Linked DNA regions of Oryctolagus cuniculus: region 1 is linked to region 2. Evidence: chromatin contacts called from public Hi-C data. All regions are on one chromosome and are shown on one strand. Each heading gives the region's core, a stretch centred on a gene start, on an enhancer-like site or on the middle of the called end of the contact. The rest is flanking DNA. Distances are from core to core; before and after follow the strand shown. Region 1 holds the start of PTGER4 (prostaglandin E receptor 4). Region 2 has its middle 390 kb from the start of PTGER4.

The links. A called contact is a pair of places that touch in the nucleus more often than the background predicts.
Region 1: a Hi-C map of psoas muscle shows a contact between it and region 2, with 2.8 times the contacts expected there. The contact joins the promoter of PTGER4 here to the enhancer-like site in region 2. A contact is called at or near these places in 2 of 6 Hi-C or Micro-C datasets (psoas muscle and skin fibroblasts).

What each region holds. Positions count from the first base shown.
Region 1 is chr14:65,915,993-65,922,180 of mOryCun1.1, forward strand. It overlaps PTGER4 (prostaglandin E receptor 4), which reads left to right and starts at 4,577. Exons shown (of 3, transcript NM_001082259.1): 1 at 4,577-5,078; 2 at 5,527-6,188. The coding sequence starts at 5,571.
Region 2 is chr14:65,530,790-65,536,755 of mOryCun1.1, forward strand. No RefSeq gene overlaps it. Among named protein-coding and RNA genes, the nearest start is that of PTGER4, 390 kb to the right of the region's middle. Within about 2 kb of position 1,437, at least 1 of the 8 cell types and tissues checked has an H3K27ac peak or open chromatin away from gene starts, as enhancers often do.

The sequences.
Region 1 (6,188 bases), core at 3,327-5,826, 390 kb after region 2:
AGTAACTAAATAATCCCCTTTCTCTTCTCATTGGCCCAATCCAAAATGGGTAGTGAAACTATCTGGAGAAAAAAAAAACAACAATGTAAAAAGATTTTAAAACAGAAGGGCTTCACTTCACTTTGTGGAGGGTAACTGTCGGAGCAGGAGGCTTCCTGAAGTAATCACCCGGTGCTGTCCAGCGTCTGCTGCAGTAATTTAGCGACGTAGACGTGAAGATGCTGAGGAGCCACGCACAGTACTGACACGTGTAACAACTCTAGGCACTAGACTCTGCATAAAATTCGTGCTCAGAGAAATGAACACAATTAGGAGACCACACATTTCAAACACATCACTGGAGAGGGAGTCCTGTCATTAGGGCTACCGCCATCGTTATGGCCTCTTTCCAAACCCAGGGTCAGGTCAATGCCATGTTTGTAATCCACTGAATCAATTGGCTGAACGTGTGGAAGACAAATGGGCCCCAGCACACCGTGATATGTACACCAGATAGATGCCTTTTACGCCCTGTTTTGAGTCTCTGCAGGGTCTGTCATGGAACACGAGAGCAAACACAATTTGCACGGGCTTTGCCCCATGAATGTTAGAGCTTCAGGAATTCACTAAGATCCTGCCAGCTGTAACTCAGTGAAAGGGTCCAAGGCAGATCTGATTCATCCCGCTGCTTCTTCCCAAGAATTAGCACTCCCCTCTCTTGTCCCATTCCTGCCAGCTGAACACAGCTTCTGGCTGTCTCACATTTCCTGGATTCAAGGAAGATTTAATCTAGTCAACATGATGGTGGTTAAGAGCCCCCACCCCCACCTCAGTCCCAGCAGCCTGTGCTTTTAAATGGGTCCCCAGTCTAGGGTATTTCTCAAAATATAGTCAAATAATTAGCTAGAACAGAGCAATCAAACTGATCAGGCAGTTCTAAAGACTTGAACTGTGCCCTCCAGTGGAGAGAAGTAGGGATTAAGGAAGAAATGATGAGGAAAATAGAAAGCAATGACTGAAATGAAAACCTCTTCATACAAACAATGGCAAGAGTTACCCATGTAATTATGATAGTTTTTCCTTTCTCTTTTCAGTGTAGATTCCTGGTAGGGTGTGAGTGAAACTGAACTCCTCTGTCCCAGTTTTCAAAAGAAAGTAATTAAAGTAATTGTTTCTCAAATTTTCAACTTAAACTTCTGCCTCCAAAGGCTGAACATAAGCTTTAAGCTTTATCTGCTGCTGTGGCACAGCAGGTAAAGCTGCTGCCTGCAGTGCTGGCATCCCATAAGGGCACCAGTTCTAGTCCCGGGTGCTCCACTTCCGATCCAGCTGTCTGCCATGGCCTGGGAAAGCAGCAGGGGATGGCCCAAATCCTTGGGCCCCTGAGCTCATGTGGGAGACCCAGAAGAAGCTTCTGGCTCCTGGCGTCGGATGAGCACAGTTCCGGCCATTGCGGCCAATTGGGGAGTGAACCAGCAGATGGAAGACTTCTCTCTGCCTCTACTCTCTCTGTGTAACTCTGACTTTCAAATAAATAAATAAATCTTTCAAAAAAAAAAAAAAAGAAGAAGAAGCATGCACCAAGAGGAAGTATAGATAAGACTTATTGCATTTTCTATCCTAGTATACTGAATTGTTAATTTTCATTTTCCTATAGCTATTGTGGAAAGAATATAAACGATACGTAAGAAAAATAGTTTGGCTGACAACAAGCCCAGCTTACCAACAAGCTAAAACCTGTAATAGAGACTAATTTCCTGAGCAGTGTGCCTCCATTTGGTATTCAATGTACTCTTCATCATGAAAAAAAATAACAAATGCTGATCCTACTTGTTTGGTTTCTGGAGATTCAGAAGGAAAGAAAACTGAAAAGTGTACGATTTTTATAAGCAGAAACTGAATTATCATACAATTTCCCACCTCTCTGCTGAGTGTTTGCTGACAAGAAATTGCCACGGACGGTAGTACAGCCCCTGTGGTTACTGAGGGATGGAGACAAAACATGCAGTTTCCTTTTTTCTAGTGTTGTTCTGTTTTCTATGCTAACAAAGTACTCACACCAAAGAAACACAGAGAACAGAAATGTTCCTTAAAATAAATGCCCATTGGACATGGATCAGCTAACCTATGGGTTTGTCCTGCTGATATTCATGAGCAAATGCCGTTTTCTTTTCTTTTTTTTTTTTTAAGATTTACATTTGAAAGTCAGAATTAGAGAGGGAGGGAGGGAGGGAAGGAACAAAGCAGGGAGGAAAGTGGGGAGGGAGAGAGAGAGAGAGAAAGGTCTTCCATCTGCTGGTTCACTCCCAGATGGCCACAAAAGCTAGGGCTGGGCTGATCTGAAACCAGGAGCCAGGAGTTTCTTTTGGTTCTCTCACATGGGTGCATGTCGCTCCCCCTCTTCGTGGAGGAACGACACAGGACCCTGCGCTGTTCTTTCATCTGCTCGGCCCTCCCCGGGTTTGCTGCTGGTTCTTCCCGGGTTGGCTACTGTCCCTTCCACCTCCGTGGAAGGGCAGTTCCCCCTGGCCACATTCCCCACTTCCGCAGGGGAGCGGCACACCACCGGCCGGCTCTCTGGGGGGCTGCACAGGTGTTCCCCTTAGATGTTCCCCTTAGATGTTCCTGGTGCATGCCGTCTCTCTCCTCCTTTATAGTCCTCCTCTGCCAATCCCAACTCGGCTGCCCACACGCCGAGTACGCTGCTCTCCTCCAATCAGGAGCAAGTCCTACAGTTTATTGGTTGAACTGGAGGCAGCTGTGTAGAAGCTGTTTTCTTCTCTCCCAGCGCCATATTGTGGGAGAGCAGGTGCATAGAATAAGTCTTAATTCCAGTAACAATCTAGTCCGAGCTGCTCCCCACAGGTGCAGGCGCCCAAGCACTTGAGCCATCTTCTGCTGCTTTCCCAGGCCATTAGCAGGGAGCTGGATGGGAAGTGAAGCAGTTGGGAATCAAACTGATGTCCATATGGGATGCCAGCGTCACAGGCAGCAGCTTTACTGCTGTGCCACAGCGCTGGCCTGAGCGAATACTTTACACAAGAGAAATAATGCTGGATTAGTACACTCACATGAGGTCATTGCAGCCATTTGGGGAATGAACCAGCGATGGAAGACCTCTCTCTCTCCATGGCTCTACCTCTCCCTGTAACTCTGTCTTTCAAATAAATAAAATAAAATCTTAAAAAAATAAATAAATATGATTCTAGACATTTTATGAGCTGTTAACAGTTGAAATCTGGAATCTCTTCTTTTTAGTCATTTGTTCCTGAAACTAACTGGAGAACCAGATAAATTATCAAAGATGTATTCATTCATGCAATATCATTTAAGAAACGGGCGTCTGCCTATATAAACGAGTCCAGTTATTAGCCTGTGAGGAGATGTGCTATGTTAAAATGCATATTTATAGCAGATGGAAAATTTTTTTCTAGGAACTTAAATGGTGTGAAGATCCACACAATTTCACTGTACAGTATTCTAAAAAAAATAGCGAGGCTGTTTTAATTGCACCGTCAAGTTCAAGATGTCTCTTGCGCTGGTGTTCAGCTTCGATTTTAGGTAATGGTGAAGTAAGAAGTAAACAATGAGTACGCAGAAAAAAAATGTTCCCCACCACACAGCAAGCCACACAAACTGCAAATAGAAGAAACAGCAAAGCAAAGAGGTTTCCCCAAACCACGAAGTTGACAGTTGACGCCTTAAGAAAACTCGCTTGACTTTGCGCGCCCTGCCGTGCCTCCCCGAGCCTTTCAGATTTGTGGTGAGTGTGTCTAACTCGAAAATCACACTGCCCAAAGCTCTGTTATTTCCAGGGGCACAAACTCCCCGGAGGCTGAGAAACAGCTCCGCAGACACACGGCCCTCCACGGTCACCAACCCCGCCTAGGACCGGAGGATTCTGCCACCTGTGCCCTTTCCTCTCCCTTCGCCTAAGGTGCCCGGGCGCAACACGGGCTCTGCCAACCACTTCCTTTTATGGCGAGAGGATGGAGTCTTCGTTGTTTCCCCGCCCATGCCTGGTCCCTACCCACCCGTCTACCCGCCACGGGCCGCTGCTTGCACCCAGGTCTGGCCCGGGGCCCCGCGCCCGCGCGCACACACCCGCTCCTCCTCTCCCTGCGGCGGCTCCAAGACTGAGTCCTAAAGCAGTGGTCCTCCCTTCCCCAGACTCAGATGTCGCGGCCCCCGGGTCACAAGATGCGACAGCCCACTCGAAGCCCAGGCAGCCAGGGAGAAGCGGCCCCTCTGCACGCCTACTCCACGAAATGCCAGGAGGATGCTCGGGAAAGCACCGGGGCTTCCCGGGGTCTCTGTCCCGGGCACACTTTACGGACCTCCCCGGCCGGAAAAGCCCAGGAAACCGCCCCCCGCCGCACTAGGGGCGCGGCACTGCCGGGACCGGCCCCGGCCCGGCCCCCGGCTCCGCCCGGCCGCGGGAGGGGGGACGCGCTCCGCCTCCTTCCAGCCCCGCCAATGAGCGCCCGGGCCGCGCGCCGTCCGCCTCCGCCTCTGCCAGGGAAACTTGAACAAGCAGAAAAGTTTGTACAGAGGCTGCAAGGGTGAGAGCGGAGCTCGAAACCCAGCAGCCCCGGAGGAAAATGAGCAGCCCCAGGTCAAAGCCGCAGGCCCAGCGGACCCCGAGCCACCCCCAGGGCTTCAGGAGCGGCCCCAGCGGCAGCCGCCGACTTCGATAGCCGTCGGTGCCGCCCGCGGCTGCGGAGGACAGCGCCCGGAGCCAGGGGCCGAGCTCCGTGCCACCTGCGCGCGTGGCCGCTCACCTGAACGCTGTCCTCCCGCGGACGGGACCTGCGGGCTTTGCAAAAACTGGGACTGGTCTGTCAAAGAAAGGAGAAATAAAATCCAACGAGAAATCGAAAACTCGTCCAACACTGACCCGCTTGCTCTCCACGCTTTGGAAATTCGGCCACCCAGACCCCAGTTCCGGAAAAGTGGCCGCCACCGCGAGCGGGTTCTGAGAAGGCTTGGCCAGGGCCGGACTGAGCCGGACGAGGCTGAAGCAGGTTGCAGGCTGGTCCAGGACAGCTGTGGCCTGACCCTGGGGGTTCCCGGGGCTGCCACCGCTCCGGCAGTTCCAGGTAACGCCAGGGTTAGGGGAATCCGGTTGCGAGGCTAGGGGATCCGGGCGCGCCGGGAAGGGAGGCATGGAGGGGAGAGTGAGCTCTTCACATATCCTCCGTCACTTGTTTTCAGTGGGAATTTTCTCTATTTGGAGTCTGTCGGGAATACATTAGCAAGTCACTTTTCCCTTGAGAGGGGCCTCGTTCGTCTCGGCAATGGAGATGGGTTGGGGAGTAGGCGGGGAGGGCAGGATTGGCTTATCAACATTGATGTCAGTGGAGTGGTGCTGCTGGCAGGACGCATCGGGAGCCGGGGCACGTCGGCAGCCGCAGTTGGCACCGGCTGCCATCCGGAGAGTTAGATAGAGTTGCTCCCCTGGTCTCAGTGCCTTGTTGCTGGGACCTAATCACCTGGCAGGTGGTCCTTTCCGCTCACCGCGCCTTTGCCTCTCTCCTCCATCCCTAGACCCAAGCCTCGCGCTCCAAGGCTGCACACCGCAGACCACCGTCATGTCCACTCCCGTGGCCAATGCGTCCGCCTCTTCGATGCCCGAGCTGCTGAACAACCCGGTCACCATCCCGGCCGTGATGTTCATCTTCGGGGTGGTGGGCAACCTGGTGGCCATCGTGGTGCTGTGCAAGTCCCGCAAGGAGCAGAAGGAGACGACCTTCTACACCCTGGTGTGCGGTCTGGCCGTCACCGACCTGCTGGGCACGTTGCTTGTGAGCCCTGTGACCATCGCCACCTACATGAAGGGCCAGTGGCCCGGGGGCCAGGCGCTGTGCGACTACAGCACCTTCATCCTGCTCTTCTTCGGCTTGTCTGGCCTCAGCATCATCTGTGCCATGAGCATTGAACGCTACCTGGCCATCAACCACGCCTACTTCTACAGCCACTACGTGGACAAGCGGCTGGCCGGCCTCACGCTCTTCGCGGTCTACGCGTCCAACGTGCTCTTCTGCGCTCTGCCCAACATGGGCCTCGGCAGATCGCGGCTTCAGTTCCCTGACACCTGGTGCTTTATCGACTGGCGCACCAATGTGACGGCCCACGCCGCCTTCTCCTACATGTATGCGGGCTTCAGCTCCTTCCTCATCCTCGCCACCGTGCTCTGCAACGTGCTGGTG
Region 2 (5,966 bases), core at 187-2,686:
TATAACTAACATGTATCTTATTATAACTAAAGTTCAGTAACCCAGAAATTCCTAAATATTTTTAATTTATCAAGATACTAGAGAATCTAAGTGATTTGACCAAAAAGTTCTAAGTGAAAAAGGCATTTGCAAGCTGTCAAATTTCTGAAATTTCAGTACTGCTGACAAATTACAGAAAGTCTGTCAAATCTGTTCAAACCAGTATCAGTAAGTAATTATACAAATACCTGGTTTTATGTCAAGGTGCTCCAAAAATGCACTGGTGGTGACAACATAAAAACTACTGGAGAAAACATCATATTACCATGAAATCTGAGTTTCGTATCCTTTTGGAACCCTATTTGGACAGCATAGAAGAAAAAATTTTAGAAGGTGCCAAGTCTTCCGATCAAAGTCTGAAAAGGGAGGCAAGTATGCTTTTCTCAGAGAAAAGATTAGTGACAGCTGGAATCAAGGGTTATCTGATATTCTAGGTCAAGGAAGAACAGTAAGTTCAGTCTTGTTACTGGCAGAAGAGCAACAGTGTACGGTTCAACCTTCTATAACTTTTAAGAAAAAGATCAGGAATATTTATCATTAAGTATATCTGTACAAGGTTTGCTGACCTCAAGATAGTGCATACTGAAAAATGAATGCTTCCTGTGAACTGATCTCTATTTCAATTTCCATGGAGAAACCAGGTATACAGTGTCTGAGAGGCTTCTACACACATGACATACAAAAAGCACTCAAGATTGTGTATACCACAAGATGCTGAGGTTAATGAATACCTGACTTTCTGCTACAGGACAAAACCAGCTGGACTTGTTTGATCTAGACCCTCCTTTGAAGAACTTGTAGATTCTCTAAGGTCATTCACCTCTTTATTTCCTGAAAACTTTGTCTGAGATAGAAATCCAGAAATGAAAATGGCCTTCGTCCAGTTTCTTGGCACTCAATTCCTAAAATCCTTGAAATTTTCAAAGTACTGTTTTTGTATGCTAATGAATTTACTGACAGTTGGCAGGACTTGGTGACAGGAAAGATCAAGGAAGGCTTATAACTCTCATCCCCACCCTGCCAGCCCCTCGGAGCTGAAGGTTAAGCTGATCACCAATGGCCAATGACTTAACCAGTCAAGTCTGAATAATGAAGCCTCCACACAAAATCAAAAGGACCAGTTTCAGAGAGCTTCCACAGACATGACACCTGGAGGTGCAAGAGGCTGGAACACACAGTGAAGGCATGGAGATGATATATCCTTTCCTGCCTGCCTTACCCTGCTCATCTCATCTTAATGCTTTGCTATATCTTTACAATAAGCTGGTAAAAACATACTTCCGTGACTTCTGTGTGAGCTACTGTGGCAGATCAACTGAATCCAGGAATACCAGTTCACAGCTAGTTGACCAGAAGCAGAGATAATACAACCTGGCATGTAAATTGTGGCATCAAAAAGTGGGCATCTAAAAAGTGGGGGTTGTAGCTCTATGGGATCTGAAGTTATCTCCAGGCAGATAGTACTAGAGCTGAACTGAATTAGAGGATACACTATTGGTGTCCACTCTACAGCATTGCTTGGTGAGTGGGGGAAAAATACCTGTTTTCAAATTAATATTGTGAGATTATAGTAGGAGAAACTGAGTTTGAGTTTGTTTTTTCCTTTTCAAATAGGTTGCTACCACAAGAGAAGAAGAGATTGTGGTATTTCAAGTAAGAGATTACAGCTGTCTAGACTTGGAGGAATGGAAATTGGAGAATGCTTCAGGGAATAGTTCATGTTTCTGCATGTAAAGAGAACAAAGAATTTCAAGTACAAGGAACAACATGAGCCAAACATGGTACCCAAACTATGTGTGAGGCAATGGTATGCAGTCAGATATATTGGCTAGAAAATCAGATATGGGAGGAAAAGAATGAGAGCAATAAAACAGAAAGCCAAGCAACGTAAGTATCTTAAAAAAATAGTACACACATGAAAACCAGATCCCAGCTAAGACTTTTGCCAAGTCTACCCCAATGTTTGGGTCTCTCAGTGACTTTAGATTTTATGGAGCTATATGCTTGACTCTCACTCAGGGGGGAAATTGCATAGGTGGTATTTTATATATGTTTAAGTCTGATATATATTTATATACATACACCTGTATATGGACTTTCCTATGATGATAGTTCTCAATATTCAGTTATGTTTATAATGTGACACAAGCACAGAATTAGCAAACACTGTAAACTGCTCCTACATGGAAAACAAAGTTAGCTTAGATATGGTCACATATTCATCAACATAGCAACAATAACATTAGTTTATGAGTATTTCTATACATTGTTGATTCATTAACATTGAACTCACTCCAGCAGTCCTGCAGCTCGTACCTGAATGAAACTTATCCAGCACACATATTTTCTCCATGAGGCAAATCACAGCCTTCTCTTGCTTAAAACAGGAGACAGCACATCCGCATTTCACTTGGGGGTCATTTTAAACAGTGAAATCACCAACAGGAAGCACAGAAATGCAAAAGACATAGCAGTAGATAGACCATGGGGGAATAATTGTTTACAGCATGAGAAATCAAACAAAAGGCCAACTGTTACTTTAACTCCAGCTGGGAATGTGTACATTAAACATCTCAAATTTTTGTCACTCTGAACATGTTCATGAAATTTCCATGAATATTGACTGGGGTGACAAACAAATTTTAGAAAGTAGGCAAGTTTATAAATATGGAAACTGTGAATAATCAAGATTGACTACAGGGCTGTGTGTTCATGTATATTATATTGTTGTGGAATGCATATCTGCATTCCCCCCATAATTCTGTTGAAATTCTACTCTCCAATAAGATGGTATTTAAAGATGGAGTATTTGGCAGGTAATTAGATCATGAGGGTAGAGCTTGTTTGAATGGGATTAGGGTCTGTATAAACAGAGTCCAAAGAGCTAACTAGCTTTTCTTCTGCAAATGAGGATACAAAAGAGAAGCAGATAGATTAAAACTCACAAGAGGATCCCCACAAGAACCCAATTCTACTGGACCCTCATTTCACACTTCCTCACACACAGCAAACGATGATGGCTGAGGGTTATGTTACTTGGTTGTCTTCTAAACGCCCAGTAGTCATTCTAAATGGAAGATCAAATAATATTCTGAAAATGATCTAGGTGTGATGCAACTGAAGAATACAATATATGATTGAACTTTGTAATAGTATCAAGTCAAAAGAGCTAGTCAATGCAATGGAGAATTAGGAAAAGGGCAATTAATATAAAGGAGTGTGCTTTGGAGAAAGTCACCTAAGTACATGTGTGGCTTTGATAACCTGGATTTTGACTAGGATAGGGTGGACAAATATAATTTTATCTGAGGGAAAAAAGGATTGTTTTCAAGTCTTACTCACATATCTGGTTTTGTAAGCTACATTGTTTCTTAGAGAATAGCCAAAAAGGAAAATCATTCTTTAACTACGTGACCCAATGAAGAAAATGTTGTAATTAACCTGGAAAAAGTGAAGCTAAGTCTGAGCACAGAGATGAGTGGAAAGACAATCAGGTGGCAAAGTGCTGGACTCAGACAATGATCATCCATTGCCTCCAGATCTCTGCATGACAGTGAAATATATGCGCAGCTCTCTACTCATTCCTCTTAATACTTTGGCCAGGCTGAGTTCCTTTATTGCTTAAAGTATCCAAGCTCTCTCCTTCCTACTAATCTCTTCTTGAAGACTATCCTCTAGCTCCTCAGCAGTAATCAGTAATCACTGATTTCCATCCCTCAGACTCTAGCTTAAATGGCTCTTTCTCAATGAGGCCTTCTTTATCCAGTCCAGCTGAGCCCAGGCAGCCCTTTCTAAGTACTCAGCTGGTCATGTCCTTCCTAGATTTATGCAAGCTGTAGTTGTCTTGCTTATATACTTGTCTATGTGATTATTACCTAGCTCTGTCCCCTGGCAGGCAAGCACCAAGATGACTCAAAACCTATCACTTCATTCACCACCAAATTGCCAAAATCTGGAAAAATGTTTGCTTCACATCAGCTATTCACTACTTGTTGAATGGATAGATGTAAACTCTACCTAAGTGATTTTCATAGATGTTCTTAATAATCCTATAAAATAGGCAAATTAGTGAAATCATAGCATATGATTACAATACAAGATTACAAGTCTCTGGTGGTATTTTATGGGTTTTCCAATTTTTTAATGATTTTATTTATTTATTTATGGGGGGGGGGAGAGGGAGAGAAGGGGAGAGGGAAAAAGGAAGAGAGAAGGAGAGTCCATCTGTTGGTTCACTACCCAAATGGCTGCAATGGCTGGTGTTGGGCCAGGCTGAATCCAGGAGCCAGGAGCTTCCTCCAGGTCTCCCATATGGGTACAGGAGCCCGAGGACTTGGGCCATCCTCTGCTGCTTTCTTAGGTGCATTAGCAGGGAACTGGATCAGAAGTGGAGCAGCCAGGACTTGAATCAGTATCCATATGGAATGCCAGTGTGGCAGATGGGGACCTAATCCGCTGGGCCACAGCGATGGACCCTGAGGTCCGAAATGTTCATCACATAATCCTTACCATGCTAGAAATTTGGGAAGAACCTGTTGAACGCCAGCTCTCCAAATATGTCTAAAACTAAGGCAAGACAAAGCTTAGTGTTTGTTTTACTGTCATGGTACACAACACCACCTCCACAGAGCTTCAGCAGTGTCTTGGATAAGAACAGAATTCAGTCTCTTTAACAAATGCTGCGGGGCTCTGGCCTCAGAATCAGCCCTTAAGGCACTTGGATCCGGCTAAAAAGCCCATGAGAGTTTCTCAGGCATGGAAAGCCAAGACACTCTGGAAAAAAAAATGACCTAAATGAAAGATCTCTGCGAGTGAGATCCCAGTGGAAAGAACGGGCCATCAAAGAAGGAGGTACCTTTCTCTGAAGGGAGGAGAGAACTTCCACTTTGACTATGACCTTGTCTAAATAAGATCGGAGTTGGCCAACACAAAAGGCTTCCACAGCCTTGGCAACTCATGAAAAGAGCCTCAGGTGATAACTGATGCCATAAACAAGAGTGTCAATTGTTAAATCAACAACAAGAGCCACTGTGCACTTACTCCCCATGTAGGATCTCTGTCCTTAATGTGTTGTACTATGTGAATTAACGGTATAACTAGTACTCAAACAGTACTTTACACTTTGTGTTTCTGTGTGGGTGTAAACTGTTGAAATCTTTTTTTTTTGTTATAAAATGTTTTTATTAATACAAAGAGAAAATTTCATGTATTTCACAGGTACAATTCTAAGAGGATAACCACTTTGTTGCAAAAGATAGGATTTCATTATTTTTCATGGCTGAGTAGTATTCCACAGTGTATATTTACCACATTTTCTTTATTCAATAATCAGTTGATGAATATTTGGGTTTATTAATGGTTGAAATCTTTACTTAGTATATACTAAATTGATCTTCTGTATATAATATAATTGAAAATGAATCTTGATGTGAATGGAATGAGAGAGGGAGCAGGAGATGGGAGGGTTGTGGGTGGGAGGGAGGTTATGGTGGGAAAAAGCCACTGTAATCCAAAAGCTGTACTTTGGAAATTTATATTTATTACATAAAGTAAAAAAAAATGGTGCTGAGGACATTGGATCCCCACATGCCAAAATACGAAACTAGACCCCTACTTTTCACCTTACACAAAAATCTACCCAAAATGAATCAAAGACCAAAGTGAAGAGGCAACTGACAGAGTAGGAGAAAATATTTTGAAACTATACAACTGATAAAGGGTTCACATCCGGAATCTATAAAGAGCTCAAGAAATTCACCAATAACAAACAATCCAGTTACAAAATGGGCAAAAGACTTGAACAGGCATTTTTTCAAGAGATGAAATTCATATGGCCAACAGACACTTGAAGAAATGCTCAGGATCACTGGCCATCAGAGAAATTCACATCAAAAAGCACAATGAGGTTTCACTTCATTCCAATTAGA